2 separate regions of the Mus musculus genome follow, and region 1 is linked to region 2. The links are chromatin contacts, called in public HiChIP or PLAC-seq maps. All regions are on one chromosome and are shown on one strand. The core of a region is the stretch at or near the end of the contact, and the rest is flanking DNA. Distances in the headings are between cores, read along the strand shown.

Region 1 (5,365 bases), core at 2,258-4,757, 200 kb before region 2:
CTGTACATGGTTGTGAGCCACCATGTGGTTGCTGGGATTTGAACTTAGGACCTCTGAAAGAGCAGTCAGAGCTCTTAACCGCTGAGCCATCTCTCCAGCCCACTTAGGGTCTCTTGTAGACTTGGCTGGCAATGAACTCAATATGTAGTTGAGGATGGCCTTGAACTTTTGACTCTCCTACTTCTCAATTGCTGAGAGTGTAGCAGGATGTCAGTTGTGAGGTTCATTCCTTTGCTTTGTGTGTGTGTGTGTGGGGGTGTATTTTGAAATAGAGTCTTACTCTGTAGCTTAGACTTGAACTCGTAGGAATCCTCTTGTCCCAGGCCTTTGAGTGCCAGGATTACAGATGTATGTCACTACGGCCAGCTTTGTTGCTGTTCTAGGGGATAGGATCATATACTGTAACTCAGGCTGTCCTGGAATTTGTGATCCTCCTACCTCAGCCTTTGAGGTCTAGAATCAAAGGCTGTGCCTCTATGCCAACTCCTATTTTCAGGTTGGCTGCACCGTGCCAGCGATGAGCAGGACCCATCTGCTGGAGGGCCCATGGGTCAGGGCTGTCCTTCCTCCCCTGGCCTTCACTCAAGTGACTGTGTCTTTGGCAGGACTTTGATCCAGGGCTAGCATCACTCTCTTGCTGTGCTTTATTTGTTTTGTTTTGGTTTGGTTTTGGTTTTTTGAGACAGGGTTTCTCTGTGTAGCCCTGGCTGTCCTGGAACTACTCTGTAGACCAGGCTGGCCTCGAACTCAGAAATCGGCCTGCCTCTGCCTCCCGAGTTTGCTGTGCTTTATAGGCTCTGTCTCTCCTGATGAGATTGCTAAAGATTTATTTATTTTATGTATATGAGTACATTGTTGCTCTCTGCAGACACCCCAGAAGAGGGCACTGGACCCCACTACAGATGCTTGTGAGCCACCATGTAGTTGCTGGGAATTGAACTCAGGACCTCTGGAAGAGTAGTCTGTGCTCTTAACCACTGAGCAATCTTTCCAGCCCCCCAAGAGAGCTTTTTTTTTTTTTAAAGATTTATTTATTTATTATATGTAAGTACACTGTAGCTGTCTTCAGACGCACCAGAAGAGGGCATCAGATCTCTGTTACAGGTGGTTGTGAGCCACCATGTGGTTGCTGGGATTTGAACTTTGGACCTTTGGAAGAGCAGTCAGGTGCTCTTACCCCCTGAGCCATCTCACCAGCCCCCCCCCCCCCAAGAGAGCTTTTATTCAACAGGCCTTAACTGAGTCAACCCACTGGTCAAGGTATGGGAGACCCTCGAGGACATACTGGGTGCTCATACCCAGCTGGTTGGCACCTCAGTAGGTTTGTTATACAATGAGATCCCACATGTGGTACCTGCTGGCTACCAGTCTTCTGCCACCCATCCTGGTATGGCCTCTGCCTCCTTACTCTGTAGCTTAGACTTGAACTCCTAGGAATCCTCTTGCCTCAGGCCTTTGAGTGCCGGGATTACAGATGTATGTCACTACGGCCAGCTTTGTTGCTGTTCTAGAGGACAGGATCATATACTGTAACCTCGTGTAAAAGGACATGAAAGCTGAAGTCCTGGTCTCACATGCTCTAGACTCAAGTCGGAGCTGACTGCTAACAAGACATGAGGCAGTAAGAGAGCACTTTATGAAGAGAAAAAGTTGAGGACCGAAAGGTCTGAGTGTTTATTCTTTTCATTCCTGCTTTATGCCCGGCAGCCTTTTGTACCATCACACTGTCCGTGACGGCTTGGAGGTCTCTCAGACAAGGATGCTTGAAGATTATAGAAGCCAATGGGTTCTCTCATGTTCAACAGGCAACAAGTCCTTGTGGGACTGGATGGCTCCTCATGCTTAGAACCCTAGCTCTCCCAAGTGTCATGATTTGAATATACTTGGCCCAGGGAGTGGCACTATTAGAAGGTATGGCTTGTTGGAGTAATGTGTCATTGTGGGTGTGGGCTTTAATACCCTCATCCTAAGCTGCCTGGAAGTGAGTATTCTGCTAGCAGCCTTCAGATGAAGATGTAGAACTCTCAGCTCCTCCTGCACCATGCCTGCCTGGATGCTGCCATGCCCCTGTCCTGATGATAATGGACTGAACCTCTGAACCTGTAAGCCAGCCCCAATTAAATGTTGTCCTTATAAGAGTTGCCTAGGTCATGGTGTCTCTTCTAACTGAGACATCAAGGTTGGGGCAGGAAGACTGCAGAGAGGCCAAAGTTAGTGAGACTCCTGTCTCAGAAAATGAAATGAAACAAAACTCAAAAAGTATCTGTGGGATTCCCATTCAGTACCTCACGTGCCCAGACAAGAGTAAAGGGTACAGGGGAAACCAGCTCAGCTCTCACCAATGCCAAGGAAGAGAGCCGGCACTCCATGCTCACAGTGGCACAGAGTACAGAGAAGATGCTGGAGAAGCACTCAGGCACTTAGAACAAGACCTTACAAGCGCATGGTACAGGTGGGCAGAATGTTTGCTGATCCTTCAGAGGACCGGACTTGCTCAGTTCCCAGGACAACAGGTCACACGTGGTTGTTTGAATGAGAATGTCCCCCACAGACTCATATTTGAATGCTTGGTCTCCAGCTGGTAAAACTGGGAAGGAATAGGAGATGTGGCCTTTCCGGAGGAGGTGTGGCTTTGTTGGAGGAGGTGTGGCCTTGTTGGAGGAGGTGTGTCACTGGAGAAGGGCCTTGAGGTCTCAAAAGCCCACACCAGGGCCAGGCTCTCTCTCTCTCTCTCTCTCTCTCTCTCTCTCTCTCTCACTCTCTCTCTCTCTCTCTCTCTCTCTCTCTCTCTCTCTCCCCCCCCCCCCATATCTTTCCCCTCCCTCTCATCCTGGTGCTTGGGGGTCAAAAATGTAAGTTCTCACTCATCTACTGCCCCAGTCCCTTGCCTTCCTGCCTGCTGCCTGCTGCCTTCCTGCCATGATGGTCATGGGCCCACCCTCTAAATCTGTAAGCCCCAGTAGACTCTGTCTTCTGTAAGTTGCCTTGGTCCTGGTGTCTTTACCACAATAGAAAAATAAGGTATCAGGTGACTCAAAATTGCCTGGGACTCCAGAGTCAAAGGATCCAATGCCTTCTTTCCACCTCTGAGGACAAATACACATGCACACACACAAATTATATATATATAAAATTTTAAATTATATTTTATGTCTATATGTGTATGCTTTCATGTATGTTTTGTATAACACATGCATGCAGGAGTCCACAGAGGTCAGAAGAGGCATCAGCTCTCCTGTTCCTGGAGTTACAGGTTCATTACCATGTGGGAGCTGGGAACCAAACCCAGGTCCTCCGCAAGAGCAACCAGTGCTCTTAACCGATGAGCCATCTCTTTGGGCCCTAAATAATAAGTCTCTAAAAAAAAAAAAAATGAAGAATGCACACACATCCACAAAACCTCCAGTCTGATCCCGTGGGCTCTCAGAGTTGCTCATATGTAGAAATGAGAAGGTTGGGTCAGACCCTTCTGGGATCCAGTCCCAGCACCCTCATTTCTAGTATGAGCTTGGGTGAGTCACTGACTCTCTCTGAGCCACGGTTTCTCTAGTGCTGTGATAAGGAGAGTTATTCATAGAGGGCTGAAAAAACAACAGCAAATAATGTAAACAAAGTGAAATGCCCACCGTTGCCTAGAAACGCCTGTAATACTTTTGCTTGCGCCTCCTGCAGAAGACATGTCACTAAAGTCAGATTCAAGACCTCTTGGTGGAAGGCAAGAGACAGAATATGGAGTCATGTTTGGAGCAAAAGTTCTCAAGGGGGCTTGGAAGCTAGCCTCACCTGCAGGAGCAGATGGGTGCTAATGACCAAGGGTGAGAGCGAAACTCCCAGCTCCTCTTTCTCTGCTTCTGTAAGGCAGATGTTGAGAAAACTCAGAGAAACCAAAAGTTGTAGATATGAGAATGAAATCTGCAGCCCCTTTAGCTCCACGACTTCCTGGCCCAGCCCTGTGCAGTTCCCCACGTGCTATGAGGGAACCTGCCCAGGTGGCCATGTTGACAAGTTCTGCCCTCCTCTTTCCTCCCTCCCCTCTGCTCTCTGCTCCTCCCCTCCCCTTCCCCACCTTCCTCTCTTCTATCTTCTTTCTGTCTATCTCTCTTAGCTTCCCCTCCCTTCTCCCTTTCTCCTAGTTCTCTTGAGATTTTCTTTCTTTTGTGTGTGTGGTGCTGGGAACAGAACCCAGAATCTTGTGTGTGCTAATCAAATGCTTTACCACTGAGCTGTATCTCTCTAGTGGTTTTGTTTGCTTGTTTGCTTGACAGTTTTTTGAGACAGGGTTTCTCTGTGTAGCCATGGCTATCTTAGAACTTGCTTGTAGACCAGGCTGGCCTCGAACTCAGAGATCCAGACTCACCTGCCTCTGCCCCCCGAGTGCTGAGATTAAAGGCGTGCGCCACCTCGATCTCACGTTCTTCTTTTTTTTTTTTATAATTTTTTAAGATTTATTTATTATTATATCTAAGTACACTGTAGCTGTCTTCAGATGCACCAGAAGAGGGCGTCAGATTTCATTACAGATGGTTGTGAGCCACCATGTGGTTGCTGGGATTTGAACTCAGGACCTTCAGATGAGCAGTCAGTGCTCTTAACCACTGAGCCATCTCTCCAGCCCCCTTGTTTTGCTTTCCTTTAATTAAATTTTCTCTTTAAAATAATTAGCCAGGTGGTGGTGGCGCACACCTTTGGTTCTAGCACTCAGGAGACAGAGTTAGGCGGATCTCTGAGTTCAAGGCCAGCCTGGTCTACAGAGCAAGTTCCAAGACATCCAGGGCTACACAGAGAAGAAACCCTGTCTCGGAAGACCAAGGAGAAAAACCATTTATTTAGTGCTGGTCATAGTGGCACATGTCCTTAATTCCAGTACCCAGGAGGTAGAGGCAGGTGGGATTCTGTGAATTTGAGGCCAGCTTGTTCGTATAATGAGTTCCAGAACAACTCGAGTGAGTTTTAGGACTACACAGAGAAACCCTGTCTTGAAAAAAAAGATGATTTTTTTCTTAATTAAAAAAAAAATAAAAGTAGGGCTGGAGAGATGGCTCAGAGGTTAAGAGCACCGACTGCTCTCCCAGAGGTCCTGAGTTCAATTCCCAGCAACCACATGGTGGCTCACAACCATCTGTAATGGGATTTGATGCCCTCTTCTGGTGTGTCTGAAGATAGCTACAGTGTACTTATATACATAAAATAAATAAATGCTTAAAAAAAAATAAAAGAATTTGCTGCTGCAAATGCCTTTACGCCTTGGTCATCACAGACCAAGAGTCACTTGGAGCTCCCTGCCCTGGCTGCCAGCGAAGGGCCCTGATGAATCCCACACTTCTAGTGGTAGGAAAGTCTTGAAAAGCAAACATTGTAATAAGTT
Region 2 (5,234 bases), core at 2,085-4,584:
AAGTGCTGCCATCCCCAGACAGGTATTTCAAGAAAGCAGGCCGAACAAGCCAGGAGGGAGCAAACCAGCAGCAGCATTCCTTCATGGCTTCAGCCATGGAGTTCCGGCCTTGAGTGCCCACTCTAACTTCCCTCATGCTGGACTATTACTGAAATAAACCCTTCCTTCCCTCTTAAGGCTGCTTTTGGTCGTGGTGTTTTATCATAGCAATAGAAACCCTGACTAAGGGCTGGTGAGATGGCTCAGTGGGTAAGAGCACCCGACTACTCTTCCAAAGGTCCAGAGTTCAAATCCCAGCAACCACATGGTGGCTCACAACCATCCGTAACAAGATCTGACTCCCTCTTCAGGTGTGTCTGAAGACAGCTACAGTGTACTTACATATAATAATAAATAAATCTAAAAAAAAAAGATTATTTAAAAAAAAAAAAGAAACCCTGACTAAGACAGCTGGGCTCTACGGATTCCGGATTCAGTTGTTATGCTCGTGTAGCACGCACTTTTTGTGTAAACTTGGTTTTGAGACAGGATCTCACCTTGTAACTCGAAACTGACCTGGAACTCACAGAGATCCACCCATCTCTACCTCCCAAGTACTGGCTTTAAAACTGTGCTCCGCTGGGCAGTGGTAGCACACGCCTTTAATCCCAGCACTTGGGAGGCAGAGGCAGGCAGATTTCTGAGTTCGAGGCCAGCCTGGTCTACAGAGTGAGTTCCAGGACAGCCAGGGCTACACAGAGAAACTCTGTCTCAAAAAAAAAAAAAAAGGTGTGCTCCACCACACTCAGCCTTTGTTTTGTTTTCTGATGTGCTGGGGCTCACAGGTAAGAGTCTGCCTAAGCTTCAGAGACTCTGTTTAGACTGTTCGAAACGTTTGAAATTGAACTAAATCCAGTCCATAAATTTGTATTATAGGATAACTATGAGCTTATGAGGACCAAGGATGGAAAGTTTGGCTAAAAAGTATGATGTTTGGTCATAAGTTGACAGGGATGGACTTGTGACACAACTGTCTACTTAATAGAATTATACTAGAAGGCAAAGTTGAGCATGTCTGTGAGCTTTCAGATTGGGTCAACTGAGGTGGTAGGATCCATGTAAAAAAGAAACTAATCCTTACTCCAATAGGAAGCCTTCCTAATCACGTGACATTATTCTCCCTCCCTTTACCATCCTTTGACACCTCCCCAGAATATCACTTGCTGAAAGTCCTCTCCAGACCTCTCTCTACTGTCTCGACCCACGCTCCTCACCTGACTCCGAGCAGTCTTAAAGGGTGTAGCGTTAACCATGTGGCACTTCCGGATGCCACTCCATCTGGTCCGGTAGTTGACGATGTAGCAGGGGGGGAGGACGTACTCATCGTACAGCACATCACCATTGTAATTTACAATGCTGCATCGAGCCAGGGAACTAACGCGTCCCTTGGGTCCTGTGCCCACCATTTCACAGTCTATTGCCACCATCTTCCCTGGCAAGTTTTGGGGGACTGTAGGGCACTTATCTTCAGAACGAGCTTGGGTGGAGTTCGGTACAGCATTTTTCTTCAAGGGCTTCTTCTTGGAGCCTTTATCCTTTGACTGAGCTTGGGTGGAGTTCTCTGTAGCAATTTTCTTTTTCAAGGACTTCTTCTTGGAGCCCTTCTTCTGGGTGCTCTTAGTCTTTGGAAGGGCACTCTGAAACTCCCCTAGCAAATCTATTTTAGACACAACAGAAGCAGTCTTCTTTGAAGGAGCAGGGGTCAGCCAAGACAATGGTGCTTTCTTGTCTTTGGACTGCTCTGAGTCCCTCTTGGAGGCAGCTGCCTCTTTCTTCTTTGGGCATGGAAGGATCTTCAAAATGCCATCTACTCTTGAAGTTTCCCCTTTCTTTGGAGGTTCTGAGTTCAACTTAGACACCTTGTTAGGGGGTTGGTTCTTTTTATTCAGAAATCCTTTCTGTTCCAAGAACCTTCGCTTCTTGACAAAGCGTTGATGTTTGGCATTTCCTCCAAATGCCTTTTTCGAAGGTTGCCCAAAGTCTAAATTCAGGAGTATGGTAGACATGAGATCAGTGGATGGTGGGAGGAAGCTGGGAAGAATGGCTCACTGATAGCAAAAGGATGAGAGGCTCATCCTCTGTGGAATCCCATAGTTCAACATGTGGAGGTCTGCAATCAGCCTTGGGGACAAAGTAATCCTGATTCCCGCACCATAGGCCTGAGAGAAAAGAAGATCAGTTCTGGAAGACATAAGTGATAACTTCCACAAGCCCCAAAGCCCGGCTAACTACTGAAGCCTCCACAATTCACCTTTAGGTTGGTCTTAAAAGGGTTATTTCCCTTCTCCGGATCTCTGTGCCATTTTAAAAACTAAAGATGCTGGGGCTGGAGAAACGCCTTAGTAGTTATAACCTTGTTGCTCTCGCAGAGATATTAAGTTCAGTTCCAGGCACCCACGTTGTAGTAGTTCACAGCATCTGTACCTCCAGCTTCAGAAAAAACTAGATGCCTTCCGATCTCTGCAGGCCCCGGGCAATTAAACGATACACATACATAAATACAAACAAAACACTCAGACAAATAATAAATCTAATTACATAAAATGAGGGTGCTGAGGCTGCGGATAAAAAGATGTGGGACCCACGGAGATCGACTCTATCATGTCTATGAAGTCAAAACAAGGGCGTCAGATGAGACTTTTAAGTACCAGTGGTGAGAAGAAACAACACAAATACCCTCTGGATCACCCAGGAATTCTCAGCGTGCTACGAAATGAAGACCAAATCCAGGTGTCGCGCTCCCTCGGCTCCACGTGGGGGCGATCTCCTCACATACCTTACCTGTCTCCCACAGTAAGGACACAGTGGAGGGCCAGCCACCTCGGCCACCACATTCTTGACGATCCACGAACTATTCCCGAACACCCTATACACCTACCTCCAAGTTGGTTCCCCACTAAGATCGCAAGCGTCCGAAGCCGGATGCAGGCGCAGGCGCGCGCCGACGTATGCCGGGACGGCAAGAACGCGGGCGACAACGGGAAGGCGGCCGGCGCGCACGCGCCCGCAGCGCCCCCACCTCAGGCAGCGAGGCCAGCGACTCGGAGTGCGTGAGCAGCGGGAACGGCGGTGGCGGCGGCGGCGGCGTGGGTGGGGGCGGGGGCGGGATGCGCTCCCCGGCCCCTCGGGCCCCGTGGAGGTACAACTCGAAGGTGGTGGGCCGCGGGAAGCGGAACAGAGTGCGCCGGAACCGTGGTCCCACTTCCGGGAGGGAGGGTGGGACCTGCAGCTGACCCCCTCGCCGTAAGCTGGTGCTGGGCGCGCTTCTGTGACGTCTCCGAGTCCCCTGCGGCTGCGCAAATGGCTTGGCCCAGTGGAAGTCGTGACGTTGGGCAAGTGCGCCTTGTTCTAAGGATTTGTAATAGGACGGGATCGCCCTGAGAGGTGTCGTCGGGCGGGTTCGGAGTTCTTGCTTTGCGTCGGGCGTGCAGAATTGAGTCCGGTTTGGGTTGCATGGTTTCGTGGTACCGACCTTGTGTCTCCTCACCTCCTCCCTCCTTGCACCGACATTTCACGCCACAGGATGCGGGGCGTTTCAGCCCATGGCCTCTCGCATGAGGAGAGAAGGCAACTGGCTGTGGACCTCACCCGCGTCCTAGCTCACTACCGTTCCATCCTGGACGCCTACATCATCGTGAGGCCACCGGGCTGAGGGCGGGGTGCTTCTTGGGGGGCGGGGGGTGAATAGGAGCCCACTGCAGAGAAAATGTGGAGACAGCTTTTATCTCTTCCTAATAAGGAACGCGTTGACTACTAGAATACTTTTCACCCAGCCTTCTGACTCTAATACTTAAGTTTTGTTTGTTTCATTTGAAACCCCACAACCAACATTTGGCCATGCTACAGTTGCATAGAAACATACGAGAAACGAGATGTTCCATAGGATATCCTCCACTAAAGGCAATAAAGAGTGGGTTGGGGAAGAGGAAGTGCTTGGCCAAATGTGGTGTACCCTTGTAATCCTGTCACCTAAGAAGTAGATGCAGGAGAATCGGGAGTAAAAGGTTCCCCTGGGCTACAAAACAAGTTCTAGGGCAGCCTGGACTGGACGATGTTACTTTAAAAAAGGAGGGGAGGGAAACAAAACAGGGCAGACATACATAAAGTTACCTTTCTGTAATCTCGCCCCTCAGAAGACTAAGGCAGAATTGTCTTGACTTGCAGCCAGCTTAACGAGTGTTGAGACATGTCTCATTTCCCCCCAACTCCCCCCCACACACACAGAAGAGCACCAGCAAGGCTTGTGGGTGGGGTGATTCTCAACCTTCGTGATCCTACATCCATCCATTTAGTACAGTTCCTCATGTTGTGATCTCCAACTATAAAAGTATCTTTTGTTGCTACTCTGTAACTGTAATTTTACTACTGTTATGAATCGTAAATACCTGATATGCGGGATAGCTGAAGTGTGAACCCCCAAAGAGGTCCCAACCTACAGGTTGAGAACCGCTGTTTTAGGGTAAATGTTTGTCTAGGACTAACAAGATGGCTATGTGGTTAAAAGCATTTTTGTTTGTTTGTTTTTTGTTTTTTCGAGACAGGGTTTCTCTGTATAGCCCTGGCTGTCCTGGAACTCACTTTGTAGACCAGACTGGCCTCGAACTCAGAAATCCACCTGCCTCTGCCTCTGGAGTGCTGGGATTAAAGGCATGCGCCACCACGCCCACGCCCGGCTTCCTAACAAGGCTTTTAATTGCTCCTTAATTAGTTCATTATTTTCAGATGGGTACTCACTATGTTGAAATATCTCATGGAGATATTCTGGCCTTTGCCACCTGAGTGCTGGGATCCTTTAATAATAGACACCATACCTGGCCCCCACAGCCCCAGAATTTTAAAAGAACAAATGAATGAATTAAAATACACAGCTGTCTGGACCATAAAATAGCAGGTTACTAAATAGTTACCTGTTAATGCTGTGGTGAGATCATGCTAGTGATGCATGATTTAAAAAAAGAAAAGAAAAGAGACATTGGTCATGCTGGAGAGATGGCTTAGGGGTCAAGAGATTTTCCAAAGGACCCAGGTTCAACTTCCAGCACCAACATGGCAGCTCACAACTGTCTTTTAACTTCTGTACTAGGGGATCTAACACCCTCACCCAGACATACATGCAGTCAAAACACCAGTGTATATAAAATAAAAATAAATAAAAATTTAAAAACAACCAACAGACCAAACAAGAAACTAAATGG

What was found. HiChIP or PLAC-seq counts read pairs in DNA pulled down with a chosen protein or histone mark.
Region 1: a FOXA1 HiChIP or PLAC-seq map of pancreatic cancer cells shows a contact between it and region 2. The contact joins the enhancer-like site here to the promoter of Rrnad1 in region 2. A contact is called at or near these places in 12 of 39 promoter capture datasets (3T3-L1-derived adipocytes, the C10 cell line, the SN4741 cell line and 9 more), 6 of 484 Hi-C or Micro-C datasets (CD4 T cells, bone marrow-derived macrophages, erythroid progenitors and 3 more), 6 of 115 datasets of contacts at active chromatin or transcription factors (SST interneurons, bone marrow-derived macrophages, embryonic hindbrain and 3 more) and 3 of 9 other capture datasets (adipose tissue, liver and pancreatic islet).

Annotation. Positions count from the first base shown.
Region 1 is chr3:88,126,448-88,131,812 of GRCm38.p6, reverse strand. No RefSeq gene overlaps it. Among named protein-coding and RNA genes, the nearest start is that of Mef2d, 13 kb to the left of the region's middle. Within about 2 kb of position 3,507, at least 19 of the 459 cell types and tissues checked have an H3K27ac peak or open chromatin away from gene starts, as enhancers often do. A contact at or near this core is called in granulosa cells, pancreatic cancer cells and pancreatic islet, where this site is marked.
Region 2 is chr3:87,928,295-87,933,528 of GRCm38.p6, reverse strand. It overlaps Rrnad1 (ribosomal RNA adenine dimethylase domain containing 1), which reads left to right and starts at 3,334. Exons shown (of 8, transcript NM_153562.4): 1 at 3,334-3,673. The coding sequence starts at 3,563. Isg20l2 (interferon stimulated exonuclease gene 20-like 2) reads right to left here and starts at 3,215. Exons shown (of 4, transcript NM_177663.4): 1 at 2,918-3,215; 2 at 1,254-2,198. The coding sequence starts at 2,045.